2 separate regions of the Mus musculus genome follow, and region 1 is linked to region 2. A link is a contact called in public promoter capture Hi-C data. All regions are on one chromosome and are shown on one strand. The core of a region is the stretch at or near the end of the contact, and the rest is flanking DNA. Distances in the headings are between cores, read along the strand shown.

What was found. Promoter capture Hi-C pulls out the DNA fragments that hold promoters and counts their contacts.
Region 1: a contact with region 2 is called in a promoter capture Hi-C map of the HPC-7 cell line. The contact joins the promoter of Fgf23 here to the enhancer-like site in region 2. A contact is called at or near these places in 14 of 39 promoter capture datasets (3T3-L1-derived adipocytes, the C10 cell line, the HPC-7 cell line and 7 more), 3 of 15 datasets of contacts at CTCF or cohesin (the NIH/3T3 cell line and hippocampal excitatory neurons), 93 of 484 Hi-C or Micro-C datasets (the AML12 cell line, the C2C12 cell line, the C3H10T1/2 cell line and 48 more), 21 of 115 datasets of contacts at active chromatin or transcription factors (the NIH/3T3 cell line, PVALB interneurons, astrocytes and 11 more) and 5 of 9 other capture datasets (adipose tissue, embryonic stem cells, embryonic tail and 2 more).

Annotation. Positions count from the first base shown.
Region 1 is chr6:127,070,974-127,075,427 of GRCm38.p6, reverse strand. It overlaps Fgf23 (fibroblast growth factor 23), which reads right to left and starts at 2,526. Exons shown (of 3, transcript NM_022657.4): 1 at 2,188-2,526. The coding sequence starts at 2,398.
Region 2 is chr6:126,961,357-126,965,824 of GRCm38.p6, reverse strand. D6Wsu163e (DNA segment, Chr 6, Wayne State University 163, expressed) reads right to left here. Exons shown (of 14, transcript NM_138594.3): 10 at 3,785-3,859. Among named protein-coding and RNA genes, the nearest start is that of D6Wsu163e, 24 kb to the right of the region's middle. Within about 2 kb of position 2,939, at least 18 of the 459 cell types and tissues checked have an H3K27ac peak or open chromatin away from gene starts, as enhancers often do. A contact at or near this core is called in the HPC-7 cell line, PVALB interneurons, granulosa cells and 1 more, where this site is marked.

The sequences.
Region 1 (4,454 bases), core at 1,277-3,776, 110 kb before region 2:
ATGCATGTGATGTACAGGCATATATGCAAACAAGACAGTCATACAGATGAAGTAAAGTAAACGAATAAAATAAATAAATGAGGTCATAATTAAACCATGCTCTGCTGTAACTGATGAGGAGGAAGATTATATCAATAGCATGTAAAGATAAGAACAAGATAAAGAGTCATTCTTATGAAAATGCACATAACTGAGACCAGTACATCAGATTAGTGATACTTTCCCCACAAAGGGAAAGCCTACACAAGACAAAAATTACACCCAGCTAAAGTCAGGTTAATTCATTTTATTGCTTCTCAGCCATATTCATTGCTCCTGGCATCCTCCAGTCCTGATGTCTGCAAGCTCCCAAGGATGTCTGTAAGCCTGCCATTTAGACTGATCTCACACATCCTCCCTACCCAAGCCTGGACTGTTCCAGACTGACCACCTTTCAACAAAGAGATTCTATGATTCTAGGAAAGTGGAATGCACATCCTCTAATCAGAAGCAAATTTCCAATCTCTAGAACCAAAATAGTTCACCCTTATCTACTGTCCAGTACTTGAAATCACATGTAGTATTGCAGCGGAAGTCAGGGATGTCTTCCGGAGAGAAGGCTACAATGGCATTTCCTAAAAGTTGAATAATGCACCGGGAGACAAGAGGTCTATGAAGAACTATGTCACATTTCCAGTGGCAGAGGGTTGTGTGGTGTCAGGCACCTTGTAAGTCCTGTCCACAGAACACAAACAGTTCTGGGAACCCATGGAATGTACCCACATTTACTCCAGATTCTCCACATCAGCCTCAAACCTGACTTCCAAGAGGTAACCCCAAGCCCCCCTTTAGACCCCTGAGTTTTGGAGCATGCCTTGTGTTTGGAGAGAGCCTTTCTCCTCCTCTTCCTCGTCCTCCCATTTCCTGTCAGTGTAGCCCGTGGGCAGGTGTAAGCTGCTGGCTTTGCGTGTGCCTGTACCTGGCTGCTAGGTTTAAGGTCTGTTGGTTTCTAGCAGAGAGAAGATTGTTCGCACAGCAAGGCCACATCCAGGAAATGGGCTCACCTACTACAACAGCACAGAGGCGATCATAATCCTTACAGAAAGTTCTTTAGTGAAGTGCAAACTGCCACTGCTCAGTGCTCTACATGGCACAGAGCCTAGCTGCATCTTCTGTACCCTCTTGGAGTAATTTTTCAGTTTTGTTTTGTCTTATTCTTTGTGTATAGCTGTCTTGTCTGCTTGTATTTCTGTGTACCACATTTCTTCAGTGCCATCAGAGGTCAGAAGAGGGCATTGAACCTCCCGGAATTGGAGTTATAGATTGCTATAAGCTACCACTTGGGTGCTAGACTGGACCTGGACCCTCTGTAAGAGCAGCAAGTGCCCTTAGCTGCTGAGCCATTTCTCCAGCCCCATTTAGAATACTTTTTGCTTGTCTGTAACATAGAACATGTGTCTCTTCCAATACCCATCTCTCTTGCCACTCTATTTTCTATGTGTTATTCCTTATGCTGGAAGGGGCTTTCAGTTGAATACATCTGGTTGATTGACAGGTATGATTAGTGATCCAATTTTCCATAGACTCCATCCTTAAGAATATTCCAATTGTTTCACATCACCAGTGAGTTCACCACTAGCTAATCAGTTTTGTTAGCAACTAAACACATTTCAGCTTCTCAGAGAAGAACCACCAACCAACCACACAGGACGCTTCTGAAGTACCCTGCACACCTGCTGAGTGGATGCATTCAGTCAGACTTGCTAAGACAAAGCAGCTTGGTGGTCTGTCTTTAACATAATGTCTCTTGAGAAGGTTTGCTTTAGTTTCCAGACAGTCTCACAATGTAACCCTGACTAGTCTCTCCCAGTTAAGTTCTGTCTGGGTTATTCTTCTCTTTGAGCCCTTGTCTTTCTGTCCATCTTTCCCTCTAATTCTTGAGCAGAAGAAAAGAAAATTATCTCTCATTATTGGAAATGGGTTACAATAGCAATTATTCAGGTTGAGAAAAACTTGTGAGTCAAATAATAAAGGGGAAGAAAAAAAATCTTCCTTTTAGGTTACACACACACACACACACACACACACACACCCCAAAACTATGCATACAAGAAACTAGACAATTTATCTAGCCCAAGGTTTCCCCAATACCTCTGTAGGTCAACAGCAGAGAGTTTCCCCTCTTCCCAACCTGGAACCCATACTCACTGTAGATGGTCTGATGGGGGGTGCCATCTACATGACCATCCCTATGGATCTGTAGGTGATAGCTGGTCCTGGCTGTAGCCGTGTACAGGTGGGTCAGGCTTCCCCAGTTGGAGCCAAGCAATGGGGAAGTGTCCGGATAGGCTCTAGCAGTGCCCAAGCTGCAGACAGTGCAGAGCACGCCCACCAGGAGTCTAAGGCAGGTCCCTAGCATTGCACAGCACTGAGTGGCTAATGCTGAGTTTGAAATCTGACACTCCCAGACAGGCTGGGCCCTTGCTGGCCTTTCTCTTCTTCCTAGGAAGAAGCTGAGAACTGAGGTGGGGATCCTGGGCTAGATTCCCTCCTTTTTTCCCCGGGACTTTTAAAGGGTGGTGGTGTGACATCAAGCAGGAAAAACAATGCCGCCACATCCTCTGTGTTGTAATCATCCATTCAAAGAAAAAGCCCAGACTTCTTAGGCTTGCGGAAGGCGCGTCAGTTCCAGGCACACACATACATGCACGCACACACCCCTCAATTTCAAGCCAGTGCTCCCATAAGTGAATGATGTGTGGGCAAAAGTTATCTGTGACCCTGGGTCATTTGTTGACCTGTCCCCACTTCCATCAGGAAGTGTGAAGGCAGCCAGCAGTACTGAAACAAACAAACAAAAAAAACCCCAGAAAACCAGAAAGCCGCCTCCTCGCTAACTCATCTCCCTCCAGTGTCCTTGTTTTGGTTTGCTTAAGCCCTTTTCCTCCAGCTGCCAAGTGTGTTCTTGGAGCTTACTCCTGGCTGTTGCATCTGGCAAGTGTCTTGATATATGGTCATAAGTGATGCTATCAGGCAAATGAGACTCCCCCCTACCCCCATACACAAACCCCAGGAAGGGTGTTAGGTGGGAGCATGAGCTCAACACCTCCCATCACCATTCCCAAAGACCTCAAGGCAAGAAGAAAGAAAACAAGGTCTTGAGGTCAGCAAAAATGGCAAGATCTGGTTTCTCAGTTTCCCTCGTCTGGATGAGGCAGGGAACTAAACTGGCAATTATGGCTTTGCCAATAGGAAGGAGACTCATTTGGAGGACTGGAACGGCACTGCTGGCTGATCAGAGGAATCAGAGGGCAGGAAGCATCCAGGAGCTGCAGGACTGGGCACCTCCCCAGCCCATGTCCACACCCTGGGACCTTGTATGAGTGGATGCCTCACTGCAGAAATTGCTCTGTGCATGCCCTCTGTGGAGGTGCGTCTGATGCAGCGGTGTGGGGTGTGGGGTGTGGTGTGTGGGGTAGGAGGTTGAAGGCAGACTAACACACACAGTCCATTGGAAGGCAGACTGCTGGAACAGACATCAGCAGTATATGGCCACAAGAAAAGGACTGCTCACTCAGTGTCCCAGGTTACTGAGTTCCTACAACAGATGAGTATCCCACAAGATAGACATCAAAGCGGATGGAAGAGAGAGCAAGATGTGACAAATCAAGCGGAGGAAGCAGATAAAGACGAGTAGCCATCGTGTAAAGCACATGGATGCTTGCACACGCCAAGGCAAGTGGAGATGCCCGTTCCACCTCCAGTTCCAGTTGGGTCCAGGCTTCTGTGGTTTACAGAGTGTTTTCTCATCCACTAGTTCTTTGAGCTTCACTGCAACTCTATAAGACAGGCACACTGTGCTATTACCATTTAAAACTTGTATTTATTATTAACTTACTTATTTACCAAGACAGGGCCTCACTATGTAGCCCTAACTGGCCTCAAACTCACGGAGCTCTGTCTGCTTCAGTCTCCTGATTGCTGCGATTAAAGATGTGTTCACTAAGGCTGGACTTCAAAACAAATGTGTGTGTGTATGTGTGTGTTGCCATTTCTGAGAGTGTTCATGTGTGTATGTATATGTGTTTGAGTAGGATCAGCAGGCAACCTCAGGGTTGCTCCTCAGGAGCTGTGCACCTTATAGCAGCGAGCCCCTGGCGTCCTCCTGCTTCTCCTTTCCCAGATTGAGATTATAAGATTGTAAGTGGGCCCTGGGCATCAAACTCAAGTCCTCACACTTATGTGGCAAGTGCTTTGCTAACCGAGCCATCTCCCCAGCGCTAATACTTTAATGTTATACGTGAAGGAGCGGAGAGCTAGTCTGTAATGCCGAAGTCACAGAGTCATACCCAGTAGAGTTAGAACTAAGTCTACCGATGCCCCAGGATGCTTCTCCAGGATGAATCATAGCCACAGCTAATGCTCACTGAGAGACCACTAGTCCTCTTAATAGCCTGGTTATTTTTCTCTTGTGC
Region 2 (4,468 bases), core at 1,690-4,189:
AGTCTCTGGACTGAAGAAGGGAACGCTGCTGGAGCTCAGCACAAGGGATAGATTACAGTTCCTCAAAGGAACAACGGGCCAAGCCTTCCAGGCCTGACAAACAGCTACAGCAACCCATCTGGTCAAACAAGCCCATGTGGGGCCTTCACTGGAGTACTAGAGAAGGAGAAGCAACATCAGTCATGGTGAGAACACAGGGACACTTGAGCAGATGGACACCAATAGAAAAGGATCTTAATTCACAACTTGAAGCTATTCTCCCTTGCAGTACATAACTTCACCTTGGGAAATAACCCACTGAACGGTGAACACTTTATAATTGTCCTAACACTCAAACAAAGGAGAACTATCTTGCTGGCTTTGTCACATGCAGATGTCAGGCAGCATAGGTCTTGTGCTGTCGTTGCTGAGAACAGGCTGCATACAGACTCCCGCTGGAAGTCACTGAGGCCCTGTGAAGCATGGTATAAGGTGCTGTCAGGTGAGTACACGCTGGAGCACAGCGCTGCTAACACACTAAACTGGCGAGCACTCACTATTTACTGGGGAGGTTGGCAGAATTTTTTAAGTATAAACTTATATCTGCATATTTTATTTGCTTCTCATTCAAATTTTGCAGGGGCGTAAAAATTCAACTATCAAAAACGGTTGAGAACAAGTTGTAAACTGCCTTGTTTGTATAGATGAAATTTATCTTTATAAGAGTTACAAGTCAGTGGCTTCATATTACAAAATAGGTTCATCTATCTGGCTACTTACTAACCTCATGTTTTAAAATTCATTTTCCTTTAATAAAACTCATGGTATTTTGTTTATTAAAATCAGTGGCCTGGACTGCCAGCCGAAACCATGTTGATGCCTGTGGCCTGTGCTATAGCCAGATACCAAGTGGGAGTCCATGAACCACACTGCCACTGGCTGTGAAGGGCAAGGAAGCGTCTTTTGTCATGGCTTTGATGACTGCAGACTCACAGTTGAGAAAGGGAGAAATAGAAGGTTTCTACGATGCTCCTCCCCACCCCCACCCCCATGTCTGGACTGGAAGCCATTAAAGATGCTGAGGTACAGCTCTTCACAGCTGACTGCTTCTGGTAGGGGTGGGAATGCGAGTGGGGAAGGACTCGGCTTCCTTTAAGGGGATGGCCACTTGGAGTTTGATCATGCTCCAGTGAGTGTATGGGCAACTCGAACTGGATTTGGTATTTTTTCCCTTTTCCCCTCCTTTTCTTTTATTTTTGGGAAGGTCATAAGGGTGGACCTAGGAGAACTGGGATGTGAGTGTGATCAAAGTGCATTGTGTGAAATTCCCAAATAATCAGTAAAAGTATTTTGTAAAAAAAACAAAACAAAACAAAAACTAAAATGAAATAATTTCAGGAATATAGAAAGAGAAGACAGATGCACTTGTTTTCAATATTTATAGGAGATAGTAAATGTGTTTGGGGAATTTTTTTTGTTTTGTTTTGTTTTTTGTTTTTTTGAGACAGGGTTTCTCTGTGTAGCTCTGGCTGTCCTGGAGCTCACTCTGTAGACCAGGCTGGCCTTGAACTCGGAGATCCGCCTGCCTCTGCCTCTCAAGTGCTGGGATTAAAGGCGTGCACCACCACTGCCCAGCTGGGGAAAATATTTTATAGGAGTACTTTGGCTAGGTAAGAGGGCTCGGTGGGTAAAGGTGATGGCTGCCAACACTGACAGTATGAGTTTGATCCCCAAGACCATGGGGGAAGGAGAGAACTAATACCACAAATTATCCTCTGGTCTTAACATGAGCACACACATGAACACAGACAGAACACACACACACACACACACACACACACACACACACACACGCGCGCGCGCGCGTGCACGCATCTAAACAAATGTAATAAAAATATAAAGTGCTTTCGCACTTCAGCATCTTTAGTTACCAGTGTGTATAAGCTGTAGTTAAAGATGCCTCTCAGGGGACCTAAGCAAAAAGTTTTCTTTAAAAACAAACGGGCAAACAATTAAAAGAACACAAAGGGCATAGATAGAGGTATAAAATAAGCCAGCCAGAGAGAAGTAGAAAGGAGATCATGTGGCGGGGCTGGGCTTGTCACAACGGAGCAGAGCACGCGAGGCAGTGGCCTCCTGGGCCCCAGATGTGTCTGCCTCATCTCAGTGGATGGGCCTCCCAACACTGGCCTTGGGTGTGGGCCAGCAGTGAGGGAAGACAACTCCGTGAGCCGGTCAGGTGCTCCTAATCCCCAATCTGGCACTGCTTTGTCCGTCCTTAAATGACTTGCCTCTTGGTCTCATTTTACCCATTAATAAAATGGGGGCCAGTCCAGGTGCTGGCTGTAGTAACAAATTACTGAGATAGCGTAGAGAAGGGTCCGGGTTGGAAGTGGAGGAGACCTGCTGCTCTCCAGCAGTCTTTGGCTAGGTGAGACTGAGGACTCACTTTTACTTTCTCACCTGGCACTTTGCACAGAAAATGTGGGATTCAGGCTAACTGCTTGTTTGATGAGGCTGCTGGAGAACTGCATGGAATAAGCTGTTGGGTACCAAGACCATCATAAAGAAACAACTATTCCTGGGTGAAGGGGAAGGACATAGGATAAAAACATATTGTATAAAAAACTTAAAAGGAAAAATTAAAAAATTTAAAAGTATGTAATATACCTGGTTTTCTTCATGACTTGAAATAAGTTTTGATGGAGATGTTTTTCATCGCCTATCAATATGCTGGGTATGGAAATTCAGACCCTGTCAGCATATGTGGTAGGCAATTTAATACTCCTGCCTACCCCAGACTAAAGGCATATCATTCCTTGTTTAGTGGTAATAATGATAGGCTTTCTTCAAGGAAGGAAGGAAATGAACTGATCAGGAGATACAGGCACTTCCACAGCAGTAACGGCTACCACACTCCTATCCTAGAAAGCCAGTGTGATGACTCAGGGCATGGGCCTACAAAGAATAACAGACAGGCTCCTGTTCCACAGAGGGAGGAAACGGCTTGTGGTGAGTCTAACATTATCCACCAAGGCAGGAGATGCGAAGGTGGGAGGAAGCTTGGAGGCTGATGACCACAGCCCAACGGGCTATGCCTTCTAAGATGAGGGCCGAAATGGGAATGACTTTCCCTTAAGTTAGTGATGTGGCCCGAGTGTTCAAGGTCTGAGGAAGGAAGTGAGAAACTACATAAAAGAGAAGAGAAAACTATCAAGGAAGGGCTATTTCTGAAACTATAAAGCCGACCACTGTTCAAGAGCTCACGTCTACAGAGCACCCAGGGCTTCTGCTTGCTGCCTAAGAACCAGCGAGTGAGCGCAACCACAAGGAAGACTGAGAGCTCGCGCTCCTGGGGTTAAATGTGTCCGGTAGCAACAGGGGAAGACACAGGGGGAAGGCTGCGAAGGGAGATGTGAGCTTGCATCAAAAGGCCCTGCCACGGTCTAATCACATGCATTTCCATGCACCACTGCTTATATTTTAGAGTAAAAACACCTCTTGGCTCATTCCTTAGTAACTAAGAAACAATGTATGGGAGAAAATGAAAAATATAAAATCATGGAAACTGCATATGACTATGGGTTTTCTCTGTGGATCCAGAAGTCATTACTGGTATACAAGCGGGGCTTTGCAGTGGAGAACATCTGTGTGTTATATGGATTATATGGATCAAGTGCTGTTTCAAAGGCACATATGGTTCAACACTTTATAAATGAGCAGCGTAAGAACTCATGTTTCAAATCCACTATTTTAGTGTGTGTGACTATAGGAAAGTAAGAATGTAAAACAAAATAATACTTACCAGGTAAAATATTTAAATAGTTTCTCTCAGCATTCTTAGACTTATCATCACTTCCTCCATTTTGGTTTCCAGAATCTAGTCATAAAGAAAATAGAACACAAAGAAATATTTCAGAAATATGAAAACATCTTACCCCTCCTCTTTCAAAACAACCACATAGCCAAAGTGTACTAGCTGCCTCTCCACTCCTGCCACTCTGCCCCAGGCTTCACACGGGGCTTACGCATTCCCAGGCGCTGCGAGCGCCCTTGCTCCCTCCCTCCTCTGCTGCAAACACTAAGCATGGGCAGTATAATTTAGCTACATCTCTTCATTTTATTTGGAGAAGAAAGGTTTCAGTCAGCTGCTATCTAAGCAGGGGTCAGAGGTAAGAGGTGGGGCCAGCCTTGACCCCACATGGTTTGGCTACATTGCGCTTCACAACACTCTAGTTGTCTTCTGAGAGGTCAGGGCACTGAGTTAGCTGCACATAAAATAACTTCATTAGATAGCTGTGGTGCGGCTATCTTTATTTTTAGACTCTGACTCACTGTTGTTGCTATAACCTGCTCTGAACTAGATAGCAACACCAAGAATCATTTTATATTCAGCACATTCATGAAATTGACTGTCTCATCTGACACTATTTACAATGGATTTCAAGCAGATGTGTGACAGCGCTTCAAACTGAACTTTTTCCAACAA